3 separate regions of the Sus scrofa genome follow, and all the other regions are linked to region 3. Evidence: chromatin contacts called from public HiChIP or PLAC-seq and promoter capture Hi-C data. All regions are on one chromosome and are shown on one strand. The core of a region is the stretch at or near the end of the contact, and the rest is flanking DNA. Distances in the headings are between cores, read along the strand shown.

Region 1 (4,612 bases), core at 22-2,521, 380 kb after region 3:
TTTCTGAGAAGTCAGAAGGAAGTATCTGATTATATTGAGTACAGAAAAGCAAAAAAGAGTTGTACTTTTCCCATTTCCATTTTCAGCCAGAAACTTTGGAACCTGAACTTGTGCCTTCATAAGCCGTTCTCTACTTAAAACAAAAGGGAAGCATAATTTTATCACTGAGCCAGGGCAACCCACAATTGTTCAACTCTACCGCTCTTAGAGAAACTTGAAATATAGCTTAACATCACAAATATAGCTTAACATCACAAATATAACTTAATGACTTCTTAACTGTCCTCATAGCTTCTCAACGTACTGAACTTGTTCACGTCCTTTTCTGTAGAAATAAAAACATTTCTACAAAAAGATAAAAGAACCAAATCATAAGAATCGGGAAAGGCAAATTTCACAGTCATTCTTACCAGTACACGGAAATAGCTGATATGCTGGTTTGGTCACTCAAGTCCACCTTTGGGTGGACTCCCAAGTCTGGATTATTTCTCACCTTAAAAAAAAAAAAAGTTTCTGCTTCAGATTTACTTTAAGATTTTGATAAATTGAGGAATAACTTCCCTAAGGTGCACCACATTTTAAGAGTATGCCTCAGTGAATTTTTCCATATGCATACCCTATGCAATAACCATGGAGCAAGACAATTTTTACATCACCTCAATTCCCCCCACTGCCCCGCCCCCAGAGCGTCACTCACTATTCTGGCAAGTATTTATTTCTCTTTTCTTAAAATCACCAATATCCTATAATGCTTGAGGTCACTTTAATTATGTAACTCAGAAAGGTCATTCACTATCCGACCTCGTTATTCCCCCTTCCCATTCTGATCCCCGAGTCCATTTCTGGGCGCGGACTGCTGGGCTGCCCGCGCTTGTTAGGAAGCCCCATCCCGGCATCCGATCACGGGCTTACGTCTACCAAATCTTTCCAATGCTCATCACGCACTCTCGGCGATCAGAGGAGCCTACCTCGTGCGCGGTCCGCTGCCTTTGGCTGGTTCTGGCGCAGCGCGGGGCCACTACGGGTTGGGTCCAAGACCCTGGCTCAACCCCGCCCCCGGACCCGCCCCCGGACTCGCCCCGGGACTGCCCCTCTTGCGGCACACTGACTCCGCCCCCTTCCCCCTGCCGCCCGGGCTTGCGCAGCGGCGGAAATGGTCAGGGCGGGGCGAGTAGCGCAGCGAAGGCGAAGGCGGGGACCCCACTCCTCCCCGGTCCCTCCGGCTCCTCCCACCCGGGTCACGTCGTGACAGGGGCGGAAGCGGCGGCGGCGGCGGCCGAGCGGGGGCTGCGGCTCGCGGCGCGGATCCTGCGGTCCTGGGCGCGCGGCGCGCGGCTCGGGAGAGGCGCCGGCAGCCGGGGACGGCGCGCACTGTCTCGCCCGCGCTCGGAGGTGGGGGACACGCGGCTCCCGGGGCGGGCATGGGGGCGGTGGCGGATTTCGGGTGACAGCTCTGCACAAAGCAGCTTGGCCAGGGTGCAAGCTTTCATTCTGCCGCTGTACAGCGCTCCTGGCTAGGGTGGGAGGTGGATGGGTGCTCTAGGGGCTTATACCTCCCTCCCTGGATCGGAGCGGGGTGCGGCGTGGGGATCCCTGCCCGCGGAAGGGGGAATTCCCGGGCTGGGTTGTTACGGCGACGGGGTTCCCGGATTCATCGCTGCGTTGCGGGTCTCTCCTAATCCCCCTCCCCACAATGTTTCCTTTCTGTACACAGTGCCTTCTCCCCGTGACTCCTTGCACGCCTCCAGCGCAAAGGTGAGCCCCGGGAGGCTGTTGCTTCTCAGACTCCGGAGAGCAGACGAGAAAGCTTTTCGGAAAGCGAAGCAGCTGCAGGTTGCACTGGGAACGTTGAGACTCCCTCCTGGGGGCTGTCAGAGCCCTTTCACCTGGGGAGTAGGTGCTGCGGGGCGGGGGTGAGGGGACCCCCCAGTCCGGGAGTGGGAACTCCCTCGCTGTTGGTTCAGCTGAGAGCGTGGCGGCGAGGAGCTCGCACGGCCTCGCAGGTGTGGTTAGTTTTACTCCAGCGCGGCTACCACGCGTTGAGACGCTGTCGGCATTGCCAGGTTGCTGGGGTAACTCCTCTGGGACCCGGGACCCCGAGGGGGCGGCCCCGATTACGGTAGTTGTTAGTCAACAGCCTAGCAGCTGGCAGGTGAAAGAGGAAGGAAGAGGCCGGCCCAGCTGTAGCGAGATGGGGGTTCCTTGATCTGGAACTTAGCCAGATGGAGGCCCAGCCTTCCCTCGGGGGGCGTGCAGAAGTTCACAGACCACTCCATTTGAGGAGATCCGTCACTCCTGTGCACGCACAACTCAAGGCTCTTTCGCCTTTTTTTTTTTTTTTTTAAATCTATTTTAATGGAAGGAAGGCGAGTGGAAGAGAATTTCTTGAGGAGGTACATGAGAAAATGTCCATCAATAATTAATTGTCTTCCAGGCAGAGAAAGTAGTCAACAAAGCATTCAGGCAATTGAATTGGATCCACATTTCGGAAAATGCGATTGTTGTGGGAGCAATTTTAAGTGGCCCTAAGGAAAATTTTTATTCCTGTTGTCTTTGAAGAAGTTTCTAGTCGTTTATCCTATTTTGAGAAATTATGCTAATGCCACTGTAAATTTGTATTCCAGCGTGAAGTCCATTAGATTCATATTTTTATGAATCTTGTGTGTGTTTTTAAACACTTTTTTGGAATAAGCTTCTTCAGAAAAAAAATCCTAGGAATTGTTAAAGCAGAAATCTAGACATTGCTATTTCCGCTTGGTTACTTATGCCCCCCAAACCATTTTTTCTTTCTTTTGTCACATTAAAAGAAGACCAATGCTGTGAATTTAAAATTAGGAAGAAATTGCTCATAAAAGCATATTGAAACCTGAAACAAATTGATTTTATTTAAAGTTAGGTGTGTTTATTAATTTGAAGAACAAGGGGAAAGGCGCTTTCAGTATACTAGTTTGTTTTAATGACATTTTGGATCCTTATTTCTAAAATTATATTTAAAAGCGCAATTAAGTAATCCTTCCAACTTAATTTTTTTCCCTCCATTTTAAGTCCCAAGAACCCAGCAATAGTGAAAATATAGAAATTACAGTGTCAAAAAAGGATGAAGGCACATAACTTTTTTTCTTCCATTTTTTTCTTCCTTTTTTTTAATTACTCAAATGAATTTATCACATCTGTAGTTGTATAATAATCCATAACTGTTAATTGTGTAATTAAAGGAAACGTACTCCCCTAAAAATCTTCAATCATGTTTTCCCCAGACAACACAGATTTCTTAACGGCTTTTATAGCTAATGTTTTCATTTCCTCTTAACCATTTCTTGAATTGCATCATTCTTCATTGCAATTAAATGTTTTCAAGTATACAGTTGGATTAAAATGTTTGATGGAATTTCCAGAAACTATGCTTTCTTTTGAGAGTGCTTGCATTCCCAGGTACACAGTCAAGTGTTGCCTGAACCTGATTTTACTTATGTTCCTAAACCCCACATTAGGCTCAGATGTTTGCTGTAAGACTTAACACACGACACACATACACTTATTTACATAGGCTTTATTCATGGTTCATTGTATACTTATTTACATAGGCTTTATTCATGGTTCATTGTATGACTAATGTGGAATATATCTTTTATATAAAGAGATTTGTTAGATTGGAGAGCCTTTTGAAAATATAAATGTGATCCAGAAAGCCTTCGTTGTATATAACATTTGTAGGTGGACAGTAGTACTTTAAAATCATAAGTGCTTTTTTTTTTTTGTCTTTTCTAGGGCCGCACTGGCGGCATATGGAGGTGCCCAGGCTAGGGGTCTAATTGGAGCTGTAGCTACCGGCCTAAACCAGAGCCACAGTAACATGGGATCCAAGCTTGTATCTGCGACCTACACCACAGCTCATTGCAACGCCGGAATCTTAACCCACTGAGCGAGGCCAGGAATCGAACCCACAACCTCCTGGTTCCTAGTCAGATTCGTTAACCACTGAGCTATGACGGGAACTCCAAATCATAAGTGCTTAAAAAAAAAAAAATTATTAGTGCTTTATCCAGTTGTGTAATGAGTGCAATTTATTTAGTGGTTAAAGAACTGTAATGCTCTTTGAAATATGTGTAGAGTTTATTTATTCACAGGTAACAATGGCTTTGGGAAAGTGAAGACCTGAGTCAAAGGAAAACCATAACATTGGTGTCAAGATTTCTCAAAGTCAATGTATATGGCAGACTGAAAGTTTTCACACGTGGTGTTTATAATCCATGAAAAATGCACTTATGACTGTTAGTGCACAGATAGGAAACAATAGGATTACAAGCTTTTCTCCAAGATTAAGATTAAATATGTGGGATTTGTATCTTATGATAACCCTTTGCCACTTTCAAATTCCTTATCCATAGGTATATCCTATTTATTACTCATGCTCTTATTTTGTGTGAGTGTATGTGCGTGTAGTAAATTTGATGGATCCGGGAAGGAGATGTGTGATAATTGTAGGATCCATATACTGTTGAGTGCTTATGCTAAGCATTTTTCATTCCTCGTCTAATTTAATTGGAAAAATACTAACACGATAACTCTTTAATCTTTCATGGTTTTATGCATTATTCTTCTTGTAGGCCTT
Region 2 (4,815 bases), core at 520-3,019, 470 kb after region 3:
TGCTAAGATCTGTGATACCGAGTTTTAAGTGGTTGGAAGGAAGCATTTTAGGGGCGCTGGCCCAGGCACCGCGGATAAACTGAGGCAGTACCACCCCTCAACGCTGCAAGGTGCTTCTGCTTCATGTCTCCAGTCAAATCGGTTGCTACTGCCCTCCCTCAACACCAAAACCGAAACAGCTCTGGGCTCGTATTTAAACTTTCTTTCACAGTTCACTGCTTTCGTGTTTAACTACTTTCTCAAACAGAACCAGCTTTCACCGGTGTTTCCCGGTGAAAGTTACTCCTCTAAGCCTTTGAAAAAGAACGTCTGCTGAAGTTCAGCAAATATACTAAAACTATTGAAATATTTCCAAGACTAACATGAGTAACTTCAAGTCTTGATACGTGATTTCATGAAGAACTTCACAGTAACTCCAGAAGGCAAAGAATGTGTACTTAAATTAGCAAAAACAAAACGTTACCGTAATAACTTCCAAGGCAAGTAGTTAAAAAAAAAAAAAAAAAAAACCAGATCTGAAACTTACAAACTTCCTGTCAAATGATAAAATGTTATGCACGGGTGTTGCTGGCGAGAAATCAACTGCACTCCAAAGTACGTAGTTAACAACGGCGAGCATTTTTTTAAAAACTGGAATTCACAAAGTTAATTTCTCTGCTACTGTTCCACATAAAAACCTCGCTAATTCCGCAAACGTTCTCACTGCAAACCACCCCGATTTACCGACTTTAAGCGCAAAGAGAGCCCGAAAACTGATTTCGGTAAAGCCCATCACTAAGAACAAGACTTCCTCCCCACCTTTCTCTTCCTCCTCTTCCTCCTCCTCGTCGTCCTCGTCCTCCTCTTCACTTTCCTCTCTCGGGCCGGGCATTTCGGGCTCTTTCTCGGACGCGGGCTGGGCGGGGGTTCCCTCTCCCTCCGCAGCAGGGCCCGAGGAGGACATGCTGTGGACCTGCGGGCGGAGAGGAAGCCACACGTCTCGGTCCCCTCGCCTCCGGCGGGAGGACGCGGCGGCCCGGCCGACCCACCTGCTCCGCCCCTGGGACCGCGGGGAAACCTGACCGCAAAGTTGCCTCCCCGCGCAGCCTGGACGGCGGCGCTGTCCCCCACTTCCCCCCGGGGGTGGCTGCCCTCGAGCCCCGCGGCCCGTCCGGGGCCGTCCCGAGGCGGGAAAGCGCGGGCGCCGAGCCGCCCCTCCCACCGTCCTGCCCGCGCCGCCGGCCGCCCCGCGTCCCCTCCCCCGCCCCAGGCCGCCGTCCAAATGGCCGCGGCGGTGCGGGCGGGCCCCGCGGCGCCCTCTCGGCCTCCCCTCCGCCGCCGCGGCCCTCACCGCGGGTCCCGGCCGCCGCGGGCCTGGCGCCGAGGACTCGAAGAGACGCCGGGAGGCGGCGGCGGGCGCCGAAAAGGAGGCGCGCGGGCCGCTCGCTGGCCTGACGCTCACGCCGCGCTCTCGGCTGCCCAGAATCAACAAGATTTTCAAAATGGCGGTTCGGGAAGGAAAGCGGGAATGCGGCGGCCAATCAGGGCCGCGAGCTGGGAGTTGGCGCGCGCGAGGTGGGGGAGGCGGGGCGGCCGGCGCCTCCGCGGGAAGCCCGGGCGGGCAGGGCCGGGGTGGGGCCGTGAGGGGTCCCCCCGGCGGCGGCGGGCGGAGGGGCGGTGCGCTCCGGAGCCGCTTGGGCGGCGTTGGGCGTCCTGTCCCGGCTCCTCCGGGAAAGCGGACAGGCCGCGTCCCGGGCGGCGGGCGGGAGCCGGCGCAGGAACAGCGAGGCGGCGCCGAACGGAAGAACGCTAGGGGGCCTGCAAGTGTATTGTCTCCGCCGCTTGTTCCGGGAAAAAGAGGAGGAGCGGCCGCGGGTTCGGGAGGGGGCGGGCGCGGAGTAGTGAAGAAGTTTACGTCCCGGGAAATCTCTGCTACAGTATTTCCTAGAGGTTGAGGGGAGTTACTCAGTGAGCGTCGTCATTTAGGTCCCGGAGATCGTGCTGTTGATGACTCCCGAACCTGCTGTATTTCAAAGGACCCCATCTCTTGTAAGGTACATCTTCAGGAAAAAGACGCTATCACGTTGAAAGTTCACGTCACTGGAGAGAAAAAGATTTCCAGACCTGTAAATATAGGGGAAAATTGTGGTGTTGGTTATAATAGAGGACATACGGTAGTACGTAGTCCTGAGTCTTCTATTGGAGTTCTAGGCCAGCTCCGAAGATAGCTCTAAAACTCAACATTTAAAAAAACGAACCGCTTTCCCCGCTCAAATATTCCCTCTTAACTGTATATGATTCCTTTCATTTCCCCCCAACCCTTTCACCACCAGCAGCCCCAGGGATCCTTCTACTCGATGAATAGTGGAAATAGGATCAGTTAAATTTGCCTGTATGAACTCAGGTTCGTAGGGCAAAAATAAGATATTTTCTTTGCTTTCCCCTCTTTTCCTTTCGTGCCCCTACTGAAAACATAAGCAAATCCTGTCATTTTTATCCTCAAATTTTAAGCCATTTCCCACTGTACTGATGCCACCCAAATCCGGTCCACTTTCCTCTTTTGCTTGGATTTTGACATAGTCCCTTACTGGTCAGGTGGCTTCCACATTGCTAACCCATCTCCTACCACTCACATAGTAGCAGCCAGGGTGATTTGTTTGTTTTAAATGATCAGATTGGGCACTCTCTTGCTTAAAACTCTCCAATGGATTCCCATCATACTTGGAATAAAATTCAAAGGATTCATGGTTGTTGCTGGATGAAAATCTGCACAACCTAAAAGGTGCAAGTTACGCTTTGTTCAGGGAATGTTCTGAAGACTCTAGCCTCGGAGACAGTCAGATAACTCTGAGGAATTGCTCTGAGTAAATAAGGTAAGAGGATATATAGGAGCTTTGCTGAACAAAAAAACCCATGTAGTCAAACATCAAAAGCTTACTGCTGATCACACACAACAAACCCCCCAAGACATCGCAAGTTAATGCTTTTAGTGCTTTTCTGTGAAAAGGAAAATGCCGCTGTCTGGGCTAGTTGGAAATTATTCCTGAGATATGGATCTTAACTATTCAGGGCCAGTATGCTGTTTTTCTCTGTCCTGAATTTCCCTGAGGGTAAGGTGGTTAATGGCTGGAGGGTGGACAACATTCATTGTTTACTGGAATGGCAGGCAACATTTTTTTGTGCACATGGTTTAAAGCCCTGAGCCTGGAGGAGCTCATTAGTAGAGTGAGCATCCGCAGAGAGGAAGACAGGATGGAATCCAGGAGCTCTCCAATGCTTAGAGGTTCAGGAGAGGAAGTGAAACCAGCAAAGGGGATGAAAGAGCAACGTACTACCTGAAGTGGGAAGAGAATCTAGTGGAAAAGTTTTATCTCAGAAGCCAAGTGATTAAGAAGTGTCTAAGGGGAGAGAGTGGTCAGAAGCACTAAAAGGTCAGGTGAGGAGTTCCAGTTGTGGCTCAGTGGTTAACGAATCCGACTAGGAACCATGAAGTTGCGAGTTTGATCCCTGGCCTCGCTCAGTGGGTTAAGGATCAAAACATAGGCTGGTAGCGACAGCTCTGATTTGACCCCTAGCCCGGAAACCTCCATATGCCGCAGGTGCAGCCCTAAAATAAATAATTAGTTAATGGCCAGGTGAGATGAGAACTGAGAAGTGACCATTGTATAAAAGACGGATGAGTTACCAGCGACACTGACAAGAACTGTTCCTGTGAAGTGGTGAGCATGAGGGTGCCAGCAGTGAGAGCGAGAGAGAAAGGTAGGCAAGCATGGGTTCAGAGGTGTTTTGCTGTTTTCGGGGAGCAGAGAAATGGAGCAGTAACTCAAAGCAAGTTTGGTTTTTAAGAAGGGAGCTGTTACTGTATTTGTTTTCTGTTTTTGGACTTGCCTGCAGTGGGGAAGTTCCCAGGAGAGGGATCAAATCTGCACTATGGCAGTGACCCCAGCCACAGCAGTGACAACACAACACCAGATCCTTAACCACTAAGCCACCAGGGAACTTCCCCAAATAATACAGTCCTTCTTTTTTTTTTTTTTTAAAAGCCACACTTGTGGCAAATGGAAGTTCCTAGGCTAGGGGGTGAATTGGAGCTGTGGCTGTTGGCCTATGCCACAGCCACGCCAGATTCAAGTGGTATTGCTGGATCCTTAACCCACTTGAGTGGGGCCAGGGATTAAATCAGCATCCTCATGAATACTAATTAGGTTTGTTACTGCTGAACCACAATGGGAATTCCCCCAAATAAATTCTTACTATGAAGATTCAGGGCATTTTTTGGTTTAATATAATGAGATGGTATATTAGGATAAGTTCTTTTTTTTCGTTTTTGTCTTTTTAGGGTCACATCTGCAGCATATGGAGGTTCCCGGGCTAGGGGGTGAATCAGAGCTGTAGCTGCCAGACTACACCACAGCCGCAGCAATGCAGGATCCAAGCCGAGTCTGCAACCTACACCACAGCTAACGTCAACACCGGATCCTTAATCCACCGAGCAAGGCTAGGGATCGAACCTTCGTCCTCATGGATGCTAGTAAGATTCGTTTCCACTGAATCACGATGGGAACTCCTGGATAAGACAAATTCTTTTGGCAAAAGTTGTTTTAATTGTGTTTAACAACAGAATTTTATTTCTCAGAGTGAGAAAAGCCCTGTCACTCAGGTCAGGCAACTCCCTAGGGCTGCCCTTCCTATGGTTTAGTCATTGTTCTTGATTCCTTTGATCTTAGAGATCCACCATCTTGACATGAGTACCTAGTGTTCACAGTGTTAGGGGAATAGAACAGGCCAAGAACCCAGACCTGCTCGTCTAGGATTCTGCTCATTGGCTACTGGCCA
Region 3 (4,393 bases), core at 77-2,576:
AGAGGGACTTTCAAAATGCCCCGGTGCCACTAACTATAACCCGGTTAAGAAAACAAAAATCTAAGTCAACGCTCTCAGATCGGGAGGCACCCGGGAAGGGGAGATGGAGAATTAACTAATAGGTTGAGAGTAACTTCTTCCACTTGCCGTTTAACAGCGCCCCCCACCACCACCAACCCCCGGGGGCCCCAGAGGCCGATACCCCAGGGCAGCCCCCTCCCCACTCACGCTGAAACGCGGGAGACTAGAAAATATCAAACGTAGGGGCCTCCAGCCACATCTTTTCCTTTCTCCCATCCAGAAGACGTGGGTAACACCCTCACACCCCCAATCCCCGCCAAAAACGAAAGAATCCTAGGCCCGTCGTGGCCTAGGATTTCTGTTCCCGCCCTGCGCCGGTCGGGGGAAAGCCCCAGGCTAAGAGGGCTGGGGAGAGGCGGCCCGAACCACACGTGTGCGCCGCAAGATTGGCCTGTCTCAGCCCACTTCCCGTCGCCACCCCAGCGGCCCGAGCTCCCGCCGCCCTGCTCGGGCCTTCGCTCAGGCCCTCCCGTCCGCTCCACGTGGGGCCCCGGACCCCTCACGCCCGTTCCCTCCCCACCCCAGTGCCCGACCCGCTAGGCCCCGAGGCGCCGGGGTCCCGTACCTGGTGCTGTTGTCGCCCCTGCTGGTAAGGCTTAATTGGCCCCTGGTGGCAACGCCGCGTCCGGATCTTGCCGCCACCGCCCCCTCCTAAGCCTCCGGCTCCCGAGGCCATGGCGGAGCCTCCGCGGCTTCCCCCTGAGGAGCGGGTTAGGGGGCGGGAGAGGCAGAGGCGGCCTTGAGGCCCCCCCGCCCGGCCCCAGCCCAAAAGTCCGTCCGCGCTGCCCACACAGTGGGTCACAGGCACACCAGGAACCGCGGGTCTGCGAGCAGGAGCCGAGAGAGAATGCGCGCTGGCGGCAGCGAAGGGGGTGGCGGCGACACAGGCCGAGGACCTGGCTCCCGTCCGGCAGCCTCCCGCGGACCCCCGCCTCTGTGTATGTCACCGTCTCTATGGAGATTCTCCGCGAGGACAACACAAGAGGTTCCAAGCGCTGCTTAGGCCTAACGCGACCGCCGGCTGACGGGGATTCTTCTTCCGTCGCCCTAGCCGTAGCTGCCGCAGTTGAAGCCGCCGGCGCCGCCCGCCTACCCCTCCCCTTTGCGCACAGCGCCCGCCCCGCCGTCGTCGTCGTCGTCCCTGCAATCGCCGCTGTTGCGTCTATTACCGCTACTAAGGCCGCCGCTGCGGTCGCGAGCCAGGACGCCGTCACTAGTCAGCGCGCGACGAGTTTGCATCATCACGATGTGACCAGGTGATAGGCGGGGAGGTGGGAAGGGCTAGTCGAGCCCGCGCTCTCAGCCGCGCGGGCCGCTGGGAAACGTAGTTCAACGGAAGGAGGCGCGTGCTCAGAACGGAGGACGCGGAAGGAGAGCGGCGGTTCCCTGCAGAGGCACAAAGCCAGGGGTTCCGTTCCTTTTAACTGCTCTTGATTCTAAACTTTGAAAGAGGCATTTAACACAAACGGTAACCTCCTTCCCACTTTCCTTCTCTGGAATGGTAAAGCGGGAAGAAAGTAAGCACATAGTAAAATCACAGAGAGAAGCTAACAATATCTTATAAAAAGAAAAAAACTGGTTGAAAAGACAGTGTCTATGATCTTTAAGCCTAAAACAGAATTAGCAAATATATACAGTTTCATTAATGTCCGTTACAATAAGGGCTTTGTTGTCAAACACACAAGTGCTGTCTGGCTCCACCACTTAAGTTTGACCTTGAAGTCAAAACCTTCCGCCCCTATAAAATGGGAACTTTAAAATCCAGCTTATACAGCTGTTGCGATCATCTACGTGGAGCACTTAGTGTATTTCCTGGCATGCAAGAGATGCAATAAATGGTTACGGTGATCACCTACAGCAGTCAAGCTCACGTTAGAGGTAAGCCGTATATTACCAGTAATAAAAGTATACATATATTTGCTCCAAATAGAAGGCATTATATTTAGCAAAGTGAAAAGTGAGTTAGGCTCAAAGACTTAATCCACAAAGTATAGCGATTTTTAAAAGTTGACCGTTAGAAAGATCTGGGTGATCACGTGCGCCAGCCCTCATTCAACGGACAAGACGGGGTTCCGGAGAATTTAGTCGACATATTGGAGGACACTGAACTGGGCAGTCAAAGCCAGGACTATAACCCAACTTTTCTGTAGGAGTTGAAACAAGTAACCAAGTGATTAGAAAGAAAATCTACTTCTGTGAAAACACATGGGCTTAATGTTCCATTTGAGACAATTGATTTTAAAGCTTATAAATAGCTTTGGATTCAAATAAACTTAATTTTAAATCTATCACTTACTAGCTGTGTAGCCTTGGGTAAGTTACTGATCCTCTTTCTACGCTTCAGTTTCCTCATCTGCAAATAGAATGAATATTAACCTCAACAAGTTGGTGGTTCTGGTGAAAGGATTAATATACATAATTCATAATAACTGCTTAGACAGAAAGCATCTAATATCATCCAGTTATCTGATACAAATAATTAACCTCAAGACTTTTATACCATCTCTACCACCAAATTGCATGATTCCAATCGCTATATAAATCATATAAGTCAAAAGGTGAAGCCAAACTTAAGCAGTACCTTAGAATTTGCAGCATCTTCCAGCATAGGCTGACAGAACAAATGGCATCTCTGACCTTATCACCACCAAGACTATAAAAAGTTCCCAAATATGATGGACAAAATTAATCTACTTCCTTTTGTGCTTCCATTTTATACCTTCATGCCCCAACTCCACCACTAACTTCTCACTAGACTCTCCAGGTACACAAGCTCTTTCCCCAGAGGCACCTCATCCTTTAATACAATTGTTTGTCTTTCGCAATTCTTAGCTAGGTATGTGACAAGCAAAGTAGTCATTCCTAAAAAGCTTTAATACCCAGGAAAGATCTGTACCTGAATCTTTACTTGCATGACGTAAATAGAAGATTGAACTGTAGCCGCATCCCATTTGCCCCTTTCACCCTACTAAACTCAGAATCCAGCACAGGAGTGTGAATGGGGACTCAAAAATCATTCCTTTCTTGGAGGCTGTTCTTTGGTGTTTGGGACAGCATTCATAGCGCTGCTCTGAAAGGAAAGGACATGCAATAGAGCTGGGCCATGTAGTTCCCGTTGTGGCTCAGCCGATTATGAGCCCAAATAGTATCCATGAGGATGTGGGTTCTATCCCTGGCCTTACTCAGCGGATTAAGGATCTGGCATTCCTGTGAGCTGTGATGTAGTTTGCAGATGCAGCTTGGATCCCTCATTGCTGTGGCTGTGGTGTAGGCTGGCAGCTGCAGCTCCAATTCAACCCCTAGCCTGGAAACTTCTATATGCAGCACCTGCGGCAGTAAAAAGCAAGGGAGGGGGGGAGAAAAAAAAAAAGAGCTGGGCCAAACTCAGCAAGACTTCAGAATAGAATTGATAGGATTCAGGGAGATAAGGAAAAAAATCCACATCTTCCTTTAGCCTTGATCTCAATTGTTTATGTTATAATTATTTCTTTAAAGGCAAACAATATACGAGGGAATAATTACACAGTAGTCCCACACTGATGTGACTGAGTTATTAGCAACTTTACCAAACCTGACAGCAGAGAAAGAATAAGAACAAATCTGCCTTCAAAACTTCCCACTGCCTAATTTTACCCTGAAATTGTATCAACCTCACTACACGATGAAGTAGTTTCTTGAACATAATTTAACATTCTAAAATAGCATTGTTTTTGCACTGAAATTCAGTTGGAGTTACAAATCACCAAATCTACAATTCCTCCTGTATTTTTGGTACAGAATTCAGTGTTCAGTTAAGGAATCACTAGTGGTAGAATGGGTTATAATAAATTATTCTGATTATAAAACTGCCCACATTCAAACATATAAATAATTATTGAATATTTCCCTAAGAGATACTCTGTATAAATTGGAAAATAATCAAATAGCATAGAACCATAATAGGGATTCTTGAAATGCTTCCAGCCATGTTAGGGACAATATGATAACATGATGATAACTTACTATAGTTAGTTTTTGAGGGGTGATAATAATTATTATTACCTAATACTTATAATTAAGCCATTTCTATAAATGATGAAATTCCTACCAAGCCTATGATATTCTGTAGTTCGCAGAACTGGAAGCTATCACTTAAAAGTCTCCTATTGTAAAGTAGCTATCTTTATTCATCCTTTATTCATAACTTCTATTCCCATCAATGTTAAGGTCTAGACAAAAATGAAATGGCTCTGGAGTTCCCATTGTGGGGCAGTGGTTAACGAATCTGACTAGGAACCATGAGGTTGCAGGCTCGATCCTTGGCCTTGCTCAG

What was found. Promoter capture Hi-C pulls out the DNA fragments that hold promoters and counts their contacts. HiChIP or PLAC-seq counts read pairs in DNA pulled down with a chosen protein or histone mark.
Region 1: a promoter capture Hi-C map of liver shows a contact between it and region 3, with 4 times the contacts expected there. The contact joins the promoter of KDM1B here to the promoter of NUP153 in region 3. A contact is called at or near these places in 2 of 5 promoter capture datasets (fetal liver and liver), 3 of 47 Hi-C or Micro-C datasets (heart right ventricle, liver and mesenteric adipose tissue) and 1 of 2 datasets of contacts at active chromatin or transcription factors (alveolar macrophages).
Region 2: an H3K27ac HiChIP or PLAC-seq map of alveolar macrophages shows a contact between it and region 3. The contact joins the promoter of DEK here to the promoter of NUP153 in region 3. A contact is called at or near these places in 2 of 5 promoter capture datasets (fetal liver and liver), 1 of 47 Hi-C or Micro-C datasets (liver) and 1 of 2 datasets of contacts at active chromatin or transcription factors (alveolar macrophages).

The regions. Positions count from the first base shown.
Region 1 is chr7:13,845,012-13,849,623 of Sscrofa11.1, forward strand. It overlaps KDM1B (lysine-specific histone demethylase 1B), which reads left to right and starts at 1,272. Exons shown (of 22, transcript XM_001927844.5): 1 at 1,272-1,392; 2 at 1,715-1,755. It overlaps TPMT (thiopurine S-methyltransferase), which reads right to left and starts at 1,096. Exons shown (of 10, transcript NM_001243675.1): 1 at 969-1,096; 2 at 411-493.
Region 2 is chr7:13,933,708-13,938,522 of Sscrofa11.1, forward strand. It overlaps DEK (protein DEK), which reads right to left and starts at 1,770. Exons shown (of 11, transcript XM_001927909.6): 1 at 1,331-1,770; 2 at 799-952. The coding sequence starts at 943.
Region 3 is chr7:13,465,251-13,469,643 of Sscrofa11.1, forward strand. NUP153 (nuclear pore complex protein Nup153) reads right to left here and starts at 1,327. Exons shown (of 22, transcript XM_001926651.6): 1 at 647-1,327. The coding sequence starts at 757.